2 separate regions of the Mus musculus genome follow, and region 2 is linked to region 1. Evidence: chromatin contacts called from public Hi-C data. All regions are on one chromosome and are shown on one strand. The core of a region is the stretch at or near the end of the contact, and the rest is flanking DNA. Distances in the headings are between cores, read along the strand shown. Region 1 has its middle 40 kb from the start of Col5a2. Region 2 has its middle 59 kb from the start of Gm23216.

Region 1 (6,276 bases), core at 398-2,897:
TTTGCAAGTGAAGATGTGTAGACAGAGACGTATATTGTGGGACACACTGTGACATACTACAGCTTCCATGATAACATGTTTTCTATGCGCACGTGTGTGCATGTGTGTGTGTGTGTGTGTGTGTGTGTGTGTGTGTATTTTATTTTCTGGGGAATGTTGCAAGAACTGATACAAGTAGACAGGGAGATGATGAGTAGGACTGGGGAGCATGATGTAAAATTCACAAAGAACTGATAAAAAGTTTTAAATATATATATATATATATATATATATATATATACATATAAATATACATACACACACACACATATATATGAAAGCAAAATATACAGCAGAAACAATACACTGCATGAAACAAATGGTTCTGGGTGCAGTCTTCAACACCACACATACACACATACAAGGAAAATCTGGGTATGTGTGCAGCAGTGGGGTCTTTTAATCTAGAACTAACAATAGTGTGGCCAACAATTCACCAAAAAGAAATCAACAAGAAAGAGAACCCAAAATCACCTTAAAAACTCAGTTTTGATGCCTGGTGACTGGTGAAGCTTTTCGTGCCAGTAGAAAATAATAATAATAATGAGGCTTGGATGCCTTATACAAATCCCTAATTCAGCTTCGTCTATTTTGAATTCAAATTTAGAAAACATCTAAGGCATGATGTCAGCTGAAAGCTGGATTTGAGTCGAATACTTACATGAAGTACAGGCTTACATGAAGCTAAAGATTTCAGAGCCCTGAGATGAAGCCATGAAAGCAGAAAGCAATGCCTGCACTTAGAGCAAGGCTGAAGTGAACAGATTTTTCAAATATAAATCTGTGTCATTCTTTTTCTGTTCATAAAGAATAACAGCCCAGAAAAAAAAAAAAAAACATGTGTACTCACCAGTGGAATGAGAAAGAAGGGGTGGAGAGAAACGCGAGTGGTGTGACACACAAGGAAAGCATGAAACTATTTCAGAGGTTTACATTCCTCTTCCTTTCCTCCCTTTCTTGTGGGGAGGGGTTGAAACAGAGGGAGCAGAAAGGGGGAGATGTACAGAACTTAGAACAGATGATTTAGTTTCTAACTGAAAGTTCAAGTCTGCTAGATTGATTATTCTCCTTAGAACTATTTGGCCACCATAAGAGAAATGACATCAGCAAACTTATCCCTGACTGAGCAGAATTTCCATGTGTTTCGTCTGTTTTCACTTGATTAAAATATTTTACATTTGTTGCGAAAAAAAAAAAAAAAAAACAGACAGAGGAAGCCATTGAAAGGAGAAAACCAACCAACCAACCAACCAAACAAACAACAAAAAACAAAGACAAAAAAAAAATCCAAATATGGTGAGCTGATTCGCCAGAACTGCAGCAATGTGGGTACTAACAACTGCAGTTCAAAGTAAATGGCTACTCAAGGAATATTGCACGAAATCACATGGACATCAGTGCTTCTACTTTTAAGGACAAGAGGACATGAGGAAGAGAAGACGAATCTCTATTTTCAAAAGATGAATTTGAGGTCTTGTTCAGTGAAGTGAAATGAGCAGTATTGTAAAATCATCTGTTCTTCATAATGTATTTTCTCAGATTAAACTTCTGTTGATGGTTTAAATGTGTCTAAATACTTGTTTCTCTGTAGCAAGCCAGTCAGAAAATGCAGAGTAAAGGGGTTGGGTGGAGCTTGCTCCTTTAGAGGAGTCTATGCCAAGCCGTCTGCAAACACTCCATTTCTTGGCAAATGTCCACAAGCAGATTTGTCCATGATCTGTTTGAAACCATGGCTGTTAATGGTGACCTTTACATCCCTTAGCAATGGGAAGTTTATAATTAGGCAACTTAATTTGGAAAAAGAGTCCCTATTTGGTGACTTCAGACAGTTACTTTTCTAAAGTATGTGAATCAATGTGAGACTCAAAAGTTTATGAGTAGTGAGGCTCTTCTTGGCTGTTGTAAGTGTGTGCTTAACAGGCTGAAAATACATACACAGATTTCAAATAGGAAAAACACAATCTAGTTCTTATTTCTAACTAAGAAAGCATGTTGTATCCAAGATTTCATTGCTTATTGTTTCATAGATATTAATTAAAGATTATCAAGAAATCCTACCAAATTCTTCAGCAACAATAAACAGAGGACACCGAAAAGATAAATTCATTTACTGAAATTCTTTAAATGTAGGTTTTTAATATGTGTGTGTGTGTGTGTGTGTGTGTGTGTGTGTGTGTGTGTGGTGGGGTGGGGTGTGGGGGGAGTGTTGTGTACGTATGGGGGGGGATGTTTCTGGGTATGTGCATACCTGTTTGTGAGTGTTCTCAGAGGCTAGAAGAGAACATCAAATCCTCTGGAACTGGAGTTACAGATGTTTGTAAGCTACCAAATATGGTGCTGAGAACTAAACTCAAGTCCTCTATAAGAATAGTATGTGCTCTTAACCTCTGAGGTATCTCTCCATTCCCCTCATTCACTAAAAATTTTAAATACTTCAAATTATTTTCAATTGAGGATGATACATTGTTAAAAATCAATTCTCTTTGTTGTTATTTTATTATTTTCATACATGAATATGTTATGGGTTTTTATTTGCTATCTGAAATAAAGAAAATTTATTGTAACCTTGGAAATATCATAAATCAAACATGCATTAATATTCAAACTATTGACCCTATTGAACTTTGGCTTCCATAAACAGGCTGCGAATGTTGTATTCATATGTTGTGTTTTAATCAGCTCCATCTCCACTACTTCCTCTGTAACCCTTCCTTTATCTACCCACCTATACTTTTTGATGATAACTTTATGGCCTCTTTTTAAACTTATTAGAGTCCACTCAGTGCTCAGAGCTCAGAGTCTAAACTTATTAGAGCCCACTCAGTGCTCAGAGTCTTTCATGAATGTAGTATAATCCATTGGGACATGGGTAGCCTATCAGAGCAAAGAAAACCCTCTCTCTCCACAGCTGTCAATTACCATAGCCCCTCAGCTATGGATGAGCCTTCCTGGGGCCCTCCCCAATCCATGTCATAGTTTTGGCACGCTTCATCTTGTGTGAATCTTGGGCACACATCATAGTTGATGTCAGTTTATGTGTGCAGTGTCCCCGTCTCATCCTGCAACTATTGTGTGCGTGGCCATCTTCCAATGTCCCTGCCTCCTTGAATCTTTCTCCAGTCACTTTTATATTAATATTGCTATAATTATTATTATTATATGTGTAGACAAAAAGATTATAATTCATATATTTAAACAAATAATGGTTCTTATATATCACTAAAAACAAAAACAATATATATATATATATATATGTATATATATATATATATATGTAAAGCTTACTCAACACTCAGCTCATTTTCTCCTTTTTTATATAATCCAGAACCAAAATCCATGAAAAGGTACTGCCCACATTCTGAGTGGATCTTCCCATCTCAATTAACCCAATTAAGAAAATTCCTCACTAGTATACATTCAACAGAGCAACCTAATTTAAACAATTCCTCATTAAGAATGTCTTTCCAAGTGATTCTAGGTTGTGTAAAGTCAACAGTTAAAACTAACCATCACCAGCTGCCTAGGTGCAGGCCAAACCAGTCAGATGTACAGGTGAGTGAGACTCTTCCAACTCCCCACTTCCTAGACTCAATTCCACAAGACCCATTCTACCACCTCGCCGACCCACACCTCACCCATGGCCCCATAGCTGCGCACCTGCTCCCAATGCCAACAAACTCCAACTGCTCAGGTACAGGCCATACCACTCAGAAGAGCAGAGAGATCCTGCTGCCCCAAAGGCTAAGCACTTTGCCAGAAATGAAGCCTACAATCTGGTAAGACACTCCCTAATGGTTCAGATATCAAGCAGGCTACCAGAAACCCAGATCACAATGCCAAGAAGACCAAAGAGGAAACAGAAACCACGGAATAAAACACCCATCTAACAATGACAAACTCAGAAATCAGTACCGAGACCTATAACCATCCCTAACACAAATGCCTAAATGCCAGTGTGAAATGCAATCAACAGCAGCCAGGGCAGTATGGCATCGCCAGAGCCCAGATACCCCAGGGCAGCAAGACCTGAGTATGCCAATGCAGCTGCATCACAAGAAAACAATTTTAAAGCCAACATTATAAATATCAGGGAGGTCCTTATAGAGGGACAATTGGAAAATCCCTTTAAGAAATCAAAAAAAGAAATTGGAAAAAATAAATAGACACCTAAAGAATGCTTTTTTAAAAAGTAGCCAAGGAAGGGGAGGAAATGGGTGAAGAAAACTGTGCAAGACCTGAAAATTGAGATAAAAGCAATAAAGAAAACACAAACTGAGAGAATTCTGGAAATAGAAACTCAAGATAAATAACAAGAACTACAAATGCAATTATCACCAACAGAATAAAAAATACAAAAGATGAAAGAAAGTATATCAGGGATTGAAGATAAATAGATTCATAGTTAAAAAATATATATATTAAATCCAAAAAGTTCCTGACATAAAACATCAAGGAAATCTGGTACACTATTGAAAAAAACAAAACAAAACAAAACAAAACAAAACAAAACAAAACAAAAATAAACTAAAAAATGATAAGAATAGAAGGTTCTCAGCCCAAAGGCCCAGAAAATATTTTCAGCAAACTTAGAAAAGTGTCCTAACCTAACAGAACAGGTGCCTGTAAAGAGACAAGGAACATTCAGAACACCAAATAGATGCAAAAAGAGAAGAAACCCCCTCTGTCACATAATAATGAAAACACTAAATGTGTGGAACAAAGAAAGAATATTAAAAGAAGCCAGGAAAAATCCCCAAGTAAGATGTAAAATCAGACCTATTAGAATTATACCAGATTTCTCAACAGAGACAGAAAGGTCTGGATAGATGTCTAGTAAAATTTAAAAGAACACAGATGTCAGGCCAGACGACTATGTGCAACAAACTTTCAATTATCATAGATGGAGAAAACAAGATATGTCATGGCAAAACCGAATTTGAACAATATTTATCTACAAACACAGCCATACAGAATATACTAGAAGAAAAACTCAATCCCAAGGAAGTTAACTACACCCAAGAAAAAAAACAGGAAATAAATAATTCCACACCAGCAAAACAAACCAATATCAAAATAAAATAATTAATCATCATTGGTGATTAATATTTCTCAAAATCAATAAACTTTATTCCCCAATTTAAAATAATAATAATTTTTTTAAAACCCACAGCCTAACAGAATGGATGCAAGAACAGAATCTATCCTTTCACTACATATAAGAAATACACATCAATACCAAAGGTAGGCATCTCAAGGTGAAGGGCCAGAAAAAGGTTTTTCCAAGCAAATGGACTGAAGAAGCAAGCTGGTGTAGCCATTCTAACATCTATAAAAATGGACTCTCAGGCAAAATTAATCAAAAGAGATGAGGAAAGCCATTTCATACTCATCAAAGAAAATATTCACTAAGATAGCATCTGAATTCTGAACATCTATCCCTCAAATATGAGAGCATCCACAAAAGAAACTATGCTTAAATCACACATTGAACCCCACACATTAATATCAGGAGATTTTAATGCCCTACCCTCACCAATGGACAGGTCATCTAGACAGAAACAAAACAAAGAAATAGTTGAGCTAACAAACAGCATGATTCAAGTGAACATCTAACAGATATCTACAGAACACTTCACCCAAACACACAAAAATACATCTTCTTCTCGGCACCTCATTGAACCTTCTCCAAACTAGACCATTTACTCAGTCACAAAGCAAAATATGAGAAAGTTGAAGTAACTCTTTGTGTCTTATTGGACTGCTATGGATTAAAGCTGTACATCAATAAGAAGAGATGCTGACACTAGGTCTAGTTCCCTAATTGGTTCTTGATTTTGTCAATGAAGAAGGCTGCTGGAAGGTACAGGTGGGACTTCTGAGTCCCAGGAAGAAAATGCAGACCGTAGGGAAGGAGAGAGGGCTTTTTGTGTAGTGCTTTGGAATGAGAAGCACAAAACAACCACGTAAGATGGTCTGCAGCTGATGGTGGGTTGCCAGAGATGTCTGGGAGGGACTAATTGAGACAAGCCAATAAGCTTAGAGTGGAAGGAGAGACAGAGATAATAAATTGTTAAGGGCAGGCATTTCCAGGCAGGAGGTATTGGCACCCAGCAGTTGTGCCACAAAAGGCAAAGTGTAAAGTGACAAACTGGGTGTCCTTTATCTGCAGATTCAGGGTCTTGGATTAAGGCTAGCAGTGGCTGATACTGGGGCTGAGCCAGGTGAAACAAAAGGGAG
Region 2 (6,055 bases), core at 2,466-4,965, 85 kb after region 1:
TTTAGAGTTGCTGTCTAATCTGAACTGTATTCACCATTAATTTTTAAAATGTTCAAAAATTGCATGCTACATAGAATAATTCTGCTTGGTCTAAGTAATCAGAACCAGAATTAAGATGCTTGCAACGCAGGGCACCTCTTCTGCTTCCTCAGCTAGTAATGGCTTTCTCCATTGGGGTCCTCTTCCCATCAATAAAAGAAGGAAATCATGCCATGCTTAACACAAGAATATGTCCTTCTTGTTAATGCAAGCATTGATGATTGTAGATATCTGAAGGTTGGATTCTATAGCTGCTCCTTCTGCAATCAGACAGCTCTGAGTCTAACTCCCACTGTATCTGTTCCATTAGATGACTCTTCATTTTTCCCATCTGGTTTTCTGGTTTTCTGGTTTTAGAAGAGAGGTAATAGTTTAAATCACTTCTTGGTTTTATTGTTTCATGTAGATGAGACACTGTGCAGAAATCATTTCACACAGGATCTCAAGGAAAATGATAGCAATATTTTTGTCCTTTCATTTTTAAATGTTATTATGCAAGGGAGTTTGTAAAGACAAGTCTATGCATGCACATTATTCATTTTCAAAATGTTCACTCCTTCTATTCCTCTTCCTCACCCCCTTTTCTTTCCTATTTCTGCATCCCTAATTATATATCTTCTTCATTTTCTGTTTCTTATTTTCCTAGATTCTACACAGTCTTTGTAGGACTGATGGTATATAATGGTCTCCAGTTAATTTCTGTGAACTCTGTCTTCATTTTTATTCATTGTTGTTATTAACCAAATACTTCTGGTTCTACTCCTTTTTGTTACAGGTATGTGGTAAGGTTCACATTCTGGCTTTATTTATTTATTTATTTATTTAGAAGGGAATGTAGGAAATGTGACTCATTCTGTCTACAGGATTATGAGACAAAGTGATACATGTTAATTCTAGGATGGTCCTCTCTATTGCCTTGAAAGAGTCAAGTTTAAGGAGATGGCTAGACACTCTGTCAGTGTCTGTCCTTGAGTAGAATCAGTGAGCAAGACTCTGATGTGAATAGTGATCATGGTGTAAGTCTTTAATATAAGGCCAGAAATGGCTCACTAGCTAAGAGTATTTATCCTGAAAACATGAGGCTAGAGTTCAAATCCCCAGAGCCCATGAAAAACAAAAACAAAAACAAAACAAAAACTAAAACAAAAAACAAAACAAAACAAAAAAACAGTTATGTCTGTGCATATCTATAACCCCAGCAGCTTTGGGAAGGTGGAAACAAGTGGATCCCAAGAGCTCACTGTAGCTGCAGTGGTGTGCTTCACTTTCAATGAGAAATCCTTTCTCAAGGCACTCAATGCAAGGAATAAGAGAAGGTACCCAACATTGTGCTCTAGCATCTATATTTACTCATAGATGCATACCTGCACACTCAAATCTATGTATCACACACACATATAACACAACACCACACAAACACACACACACACACATAACGAGGCAAACCCAGCTGGAGAGATGGATCACTAATTAAGAGCATGGTCTTAATCACTCTTCTTGCAGAGAACCCAAGTTCAGTTCCCAGCACCCATGTCAGGAGGCTCCCAACTGACTGTGCTCCAGCTCTAGGAAGATTTGATGCTTCTGGCCTCTGCAAACATCTGCATTCATGTGCAGACTCACAGACGCCCACAAGCATACACAGAAAGGCACACACATATGTACAATTAAAATAAAAATAGACCTGAAATATTTTTATTCAAAAAGAAACTATTTTAATTCCTATGCCACTAAGGTGTGAAAAGTATAATCTATTCAAGAGTATCTGACATCCTTGGTTTTCATATTAAGAGCAAAGCTCTGATACCATATAATTAAAATGAATATGACATGTTGAGACAATTCTATTAATAGAATATCAAAATTTTAAAAATCCTCTTAAGAATGCTCAGGGCCCCCAATGGAGGAGCTAGAGAAAGTACTCAAGGAGCTAAAGGGGTCTGCAACCCTATAGGTGGAACAACAATATGACCTAACCATTACCTCCAGAGCTCATGTCTCTAGCTGCATTTGTAGCAGAAGATGGCCTAGTCGGCCATCATTGGGAAGAGAGACCCCTTGGTCTTGCAAACTTTATATGTCCCAGTACAGGGGAATGCCAGGGCCAAGAAGTGGGAGTGGGTGGGTAGGGGAGCGGAAGGAGGGGGGAGGGTATATGGGGACTTTTGGGATAGCATTTGAAATGTAAATGAAGAAAATACCTAATAAAAAATTGGAAAAAAATGCTCAATACATAGTGAGAAACTACCTGCTTCAGTCAAAAATATCATTATTCTAGTACTACAAAACATATTTTTATATAACAATATTTTCCATGCTACTAGTTTTCTCTACCCAAATATCTTATTAAATATAATTTGACATGTAGAGTTTTTTTCAAAGCATAGTAAGTTATCACTTGTAGGACCAGTAAAGACCTTTAATTCTCTTTGTTTAATTCCCCAGCCTTTTGTTTCTAAGGCAACAAACAATAGTCAGCTCTTAAAAGCCTAAAGAGCAAGGTAAGTTATGCTAGGATAACACAAACTTCCTATGGTCTTATTTAAGAAGGAATGTATTTTTCTGTCAATTGTTGTTCATCATTGTAAGCATCTGTCTGCTTAGATAGGCTGCACGATGCGCAAATGTCCTATTCCCCAAAGCCTGGGGGGAGGGGGGAAGTTAGCTCTACTTTACCTAACAAAGTCCTTAAAAACTCTTTCCAGCTTGTAATTTCAGAGTCTGTCCCTCAATAGAAAGCTAAGACAAACGGAACCATCTATAGGGCTTCCCTCTACTCCCATACTCTTTCATTTGATGCTCAAAACAAAAAATATCATGTGATAGACAAGTCAGAAAACACTATAATTTTTTTAGAGAGAAAACTTGAACTTGAGCTGAAATAACTGATTTTCAGGAGGTCACATACCGCAACAACTGCCACAGCGGAACTGCCAAGATCCTGAGTCATTTATTCCATGTCTCCCCACAAAGCACTCTGCTGCTGATCAAGAACGTGTCTGAGACATAGCTTCTGGGTTACGGGTAAAGTGGAATGCTAAAGTGAAGGGAGCAGAGATTTTAGATGTGTGTCAACAAGGAGATGACTTTTATCAGTTGTTTCTTTTTTTTTAATAATTTCTCAGTCCTCTATAGCATTTACACATATTTCTCATGTGAACGTGAGAATCTCCATGAAGTAAACGAGTGATCAGCTCATTAGTGTATGCTCCACCTCCTTTCGTTGTCTCAGGGAACACACTTGAAGCCTCCTCAATCGTAATGTCCCATTTGTCTTGTATTTCTGACACTACCCTATCTGATAGGGCAGTACTTGTTTTGAATGAAGTACCTAGATACTTTGGGTGTCTAAAGGTGCTTCCACAGAAACAAATGGTAACAAATAAAGGAATGGATACAAAAGAAAACAGTAGACTGCATGGGCTTGCCTTCACAGTAAGCAAATTGTAGCTGAGTAACTTGTATTCTAACTGCCCAATTTTCTGAAGGTATTTCTGCCAGATACTAGATCACCAGGGCTTCATTTTAAAAGCCCAAACAACACATTCAAATTTGAAACTATAGATCTCATTTATTTCCAGTTCTTCAGCTGGCAAATATGTAAAGCACTCAAGTAGTAAAGATGAAGAAATAACTTAGAGTGGATGGAAAATGTTAGGAAAGCACAGGCTAGACAATTCTATGAGTCACTTCTGAGATAGCTAATGGAATAGAGATTCCAGTCCACTCATTAAAGTGTGGGTTGAAACGTTGCTTTATTTTTCAAGAATTTCCATGGGAGGCACTTGGAGAGAAAAACAGGAGGTAGTCATACTAAACTGCAGCCAGGAAAGGACCTTTGAGAGCAGTGAGATACTGGCACAAACAAGATACTCCACAGCACAGATAGAGTTCCAGGATTCAGCGATTTTAGAAGGCTTTATGGCACTCATTCAACAGTAAAATGCAGTCTGCAAAAACTTACTTTAAGTGAATAAATGTTTCTTATAAGTAACTTTGTATTTTCTTCCAAGTTCAAAAATAAAACACAGAGATTGTTTAAAATTTAAAATATTAGAAATGTTTTATTTCTTGCAAAGAAAAAAATTATTCTAAAACACAAAATAGTTTTAGACTTACAATTTTCTTTGTAAGAATTATTAGCTATTATGTCTAAAAATGAACACAGACAAGATAAACTTTTAAAAGAATGTTTACCTATCAGATATTAAGTTAGGATAATACCAAGATACCTATATTTGTTTCGTGGGAAAACATGTCTTATACTCTCTAAGCAATCTTCTCCAGTTAGACAAGTGTGAACTTCATTTGACAAGGACACATGGTACAAAGAAGACCATACAAATCCTGGTACTTTCATACACTGAAGTTGCAAACCCTCTAGAAAGACAAGAAAAGAAAAACATCTGATGCTGGAGATTATGGGATAGATATATACACACATACAAGCAATCCACATTGAAGTTCAGTCATACATGTATAGAACCTGCAGAAATGCAGAAAGCATTCTGTTAGACCTTCATAGTTGTCAAATTGGCATCTTTTACTCATCTCACTGCAAACTGTTTGAAATTGTGGGGATTGTTGGGTCACTTTATTTCAAAAAATATTTTCCTTCAGCTTTGTAAATTAACAACAAATTCACTAACTTCAGTTTTGCTATTTGGATTTTAAACTTACTCACCTAAGAATTTCTCAAATACTTTGAGGACTGTGAACATAGGGATATATTTCACCCTTTATGAATCCAAACTATTTAATAATTTCCAACTTTGGGTATCACATGCCCCAAGAGAACTCTGGGAACTTCAACAAAATCCAAGAACATCTTTGTGGAGAGAAAGATCAGAAAGGAAAGGTTGCCCCCTGCTGTTTATGAAGTGACAAGTGCCCAGCGGGACTTGACCTGGATACATGAGTCATGAACATACAGAAAGAGGCTGAGTGCTTCCCTTCCGTGCTTTCAGTGCAGCATGTGGTAACATACTGATGACCAGAAGTACATGACCAAATTATTCCAGATAATTCCAGCTTTTGTCTTTCTCTGCACATAACAAAGAGTGAACTTGACTGTCTTCCATTTGATCTTGAAAACATCTGAAGGTAAAGAGTGATGTGTGCTCATAAATAAAATTGTGAAATAATTAAAGAGTACTGTGTAGTCTATTTGTTTACCAGTGATGACTGCCTAGAGAAAGAGCAAAAGGGACCATCTGAAGAAGTTCCTCAGTACTTCTGCGTTTTGCCCAAAAGAGAAATCAGTGATAAAATGACATTCAACTTTGTGAGAAGACCAGAACTTAGAGCTTTTAAATGACCTAATATTGGTTTCATATAACTCTGAAAAGTTCATATAACTCAAAAAATATTTTACAAGAATTGGTAAGCAACTTCTATGCACTCCTATTGATTCAGAGTACAGATATGATTAAGACTCTGGATTTAGATGAGCCACTTCAAATCCCACCAGCATGAGTAGCTGTATGGTCTCAGACTATTTGCTCAGTTTTATGCCTGCTCTTCCTTATCCACAAAATTTGAATATCATTTGCAGCTACCCCATTAGACTGAATAGAATTCAATGTAGAGATAATGACATGAGATTTAAATATAAATATTACACATTTTATTTCTTTAGAACTCACTGCAATGACCTTTGCAGAACAAAATTTTCATAGTAAAATAATTAAAATACTCAGTAACAGTCAAGAGATAAATATCTGGGGCTGGAGAATTGGCTTTCAGAGTAAGAGCACTTGCCGCTCAACCAGTGGACAGGGGATCTATTTCCAGCTCCTCATGGCAGTTCAGAACCATCTGTAACTCCAGTTCCATTGTATCTCACGACCTCTCCTTGCCTTGATGAGAACTACACACATGTGGTGCAAAGACATACATCCAGGCAAAGCACACATACATAGAAATTAAAAATGAGATACTCTTCTCATAGTAGAAAAAAAGATCTAAACATCTCTGTGTAGGAGGCAACATTTTCTATTCATTTGCACCTGAATGG

The links. Hi-C and Micro-C count contacts between places; a contact is called where the count stands out from the background.
Region 2: a Hi-C map of uterus shows a contact between it and region 1, with 2.3 times the contacts expected there. The contact joins two enhancer-like sites. A contact is called at or near these places in 1 of 15 datasets of contacts at CTCF or cohesin (the NIH/3T3 cell line), 2 of 484 Hi-C or Micro-C datasets (nephron progenitors and uterus) and 2 of 115 datasets of contacts at active chromatin or transcription factors (embryonic fibroblasts and fibro-adipogenic progenitors).

The regions. Positions count from the first base shown.
Region 1 is chr1:45,540,389-45,546,664 of GRCm38.p6, forward strand. No RefSeq gene overlaps it. Among named protein-coding and RNA genes, the nearest start is that of Col5a2, 40 kb to the left of the region's middle. Within about 2 kb of position 1,648, at least 45 of the 459 cell types and tissues checked have an H3K27ac peak or open chromatin away from gene starts, as enhancers often do. A contact at or near this core is called in the NIH/3T3 cell line, embryonic fibroblasts and uterus, where this site is marked.
Region 2 is chr1:45,623,141-45,629,195 of GRCm38.p6, forward strand. No RefSeq gene overlaps it. Among named protein-coding and RNA genes, the nearest start is that of Gm23216, 59 kb to the right of the region's middle. Within about 2 kb of position 3,716, at least 57 of the 459 cell types and tissues checked have an H3K27ac peak or open chromatin away from gene starts, as enhancers often do. A contact at or near this core is called in the NIH/3T3 cell line, embryonic fibroblasts and uterus, where this site is marked.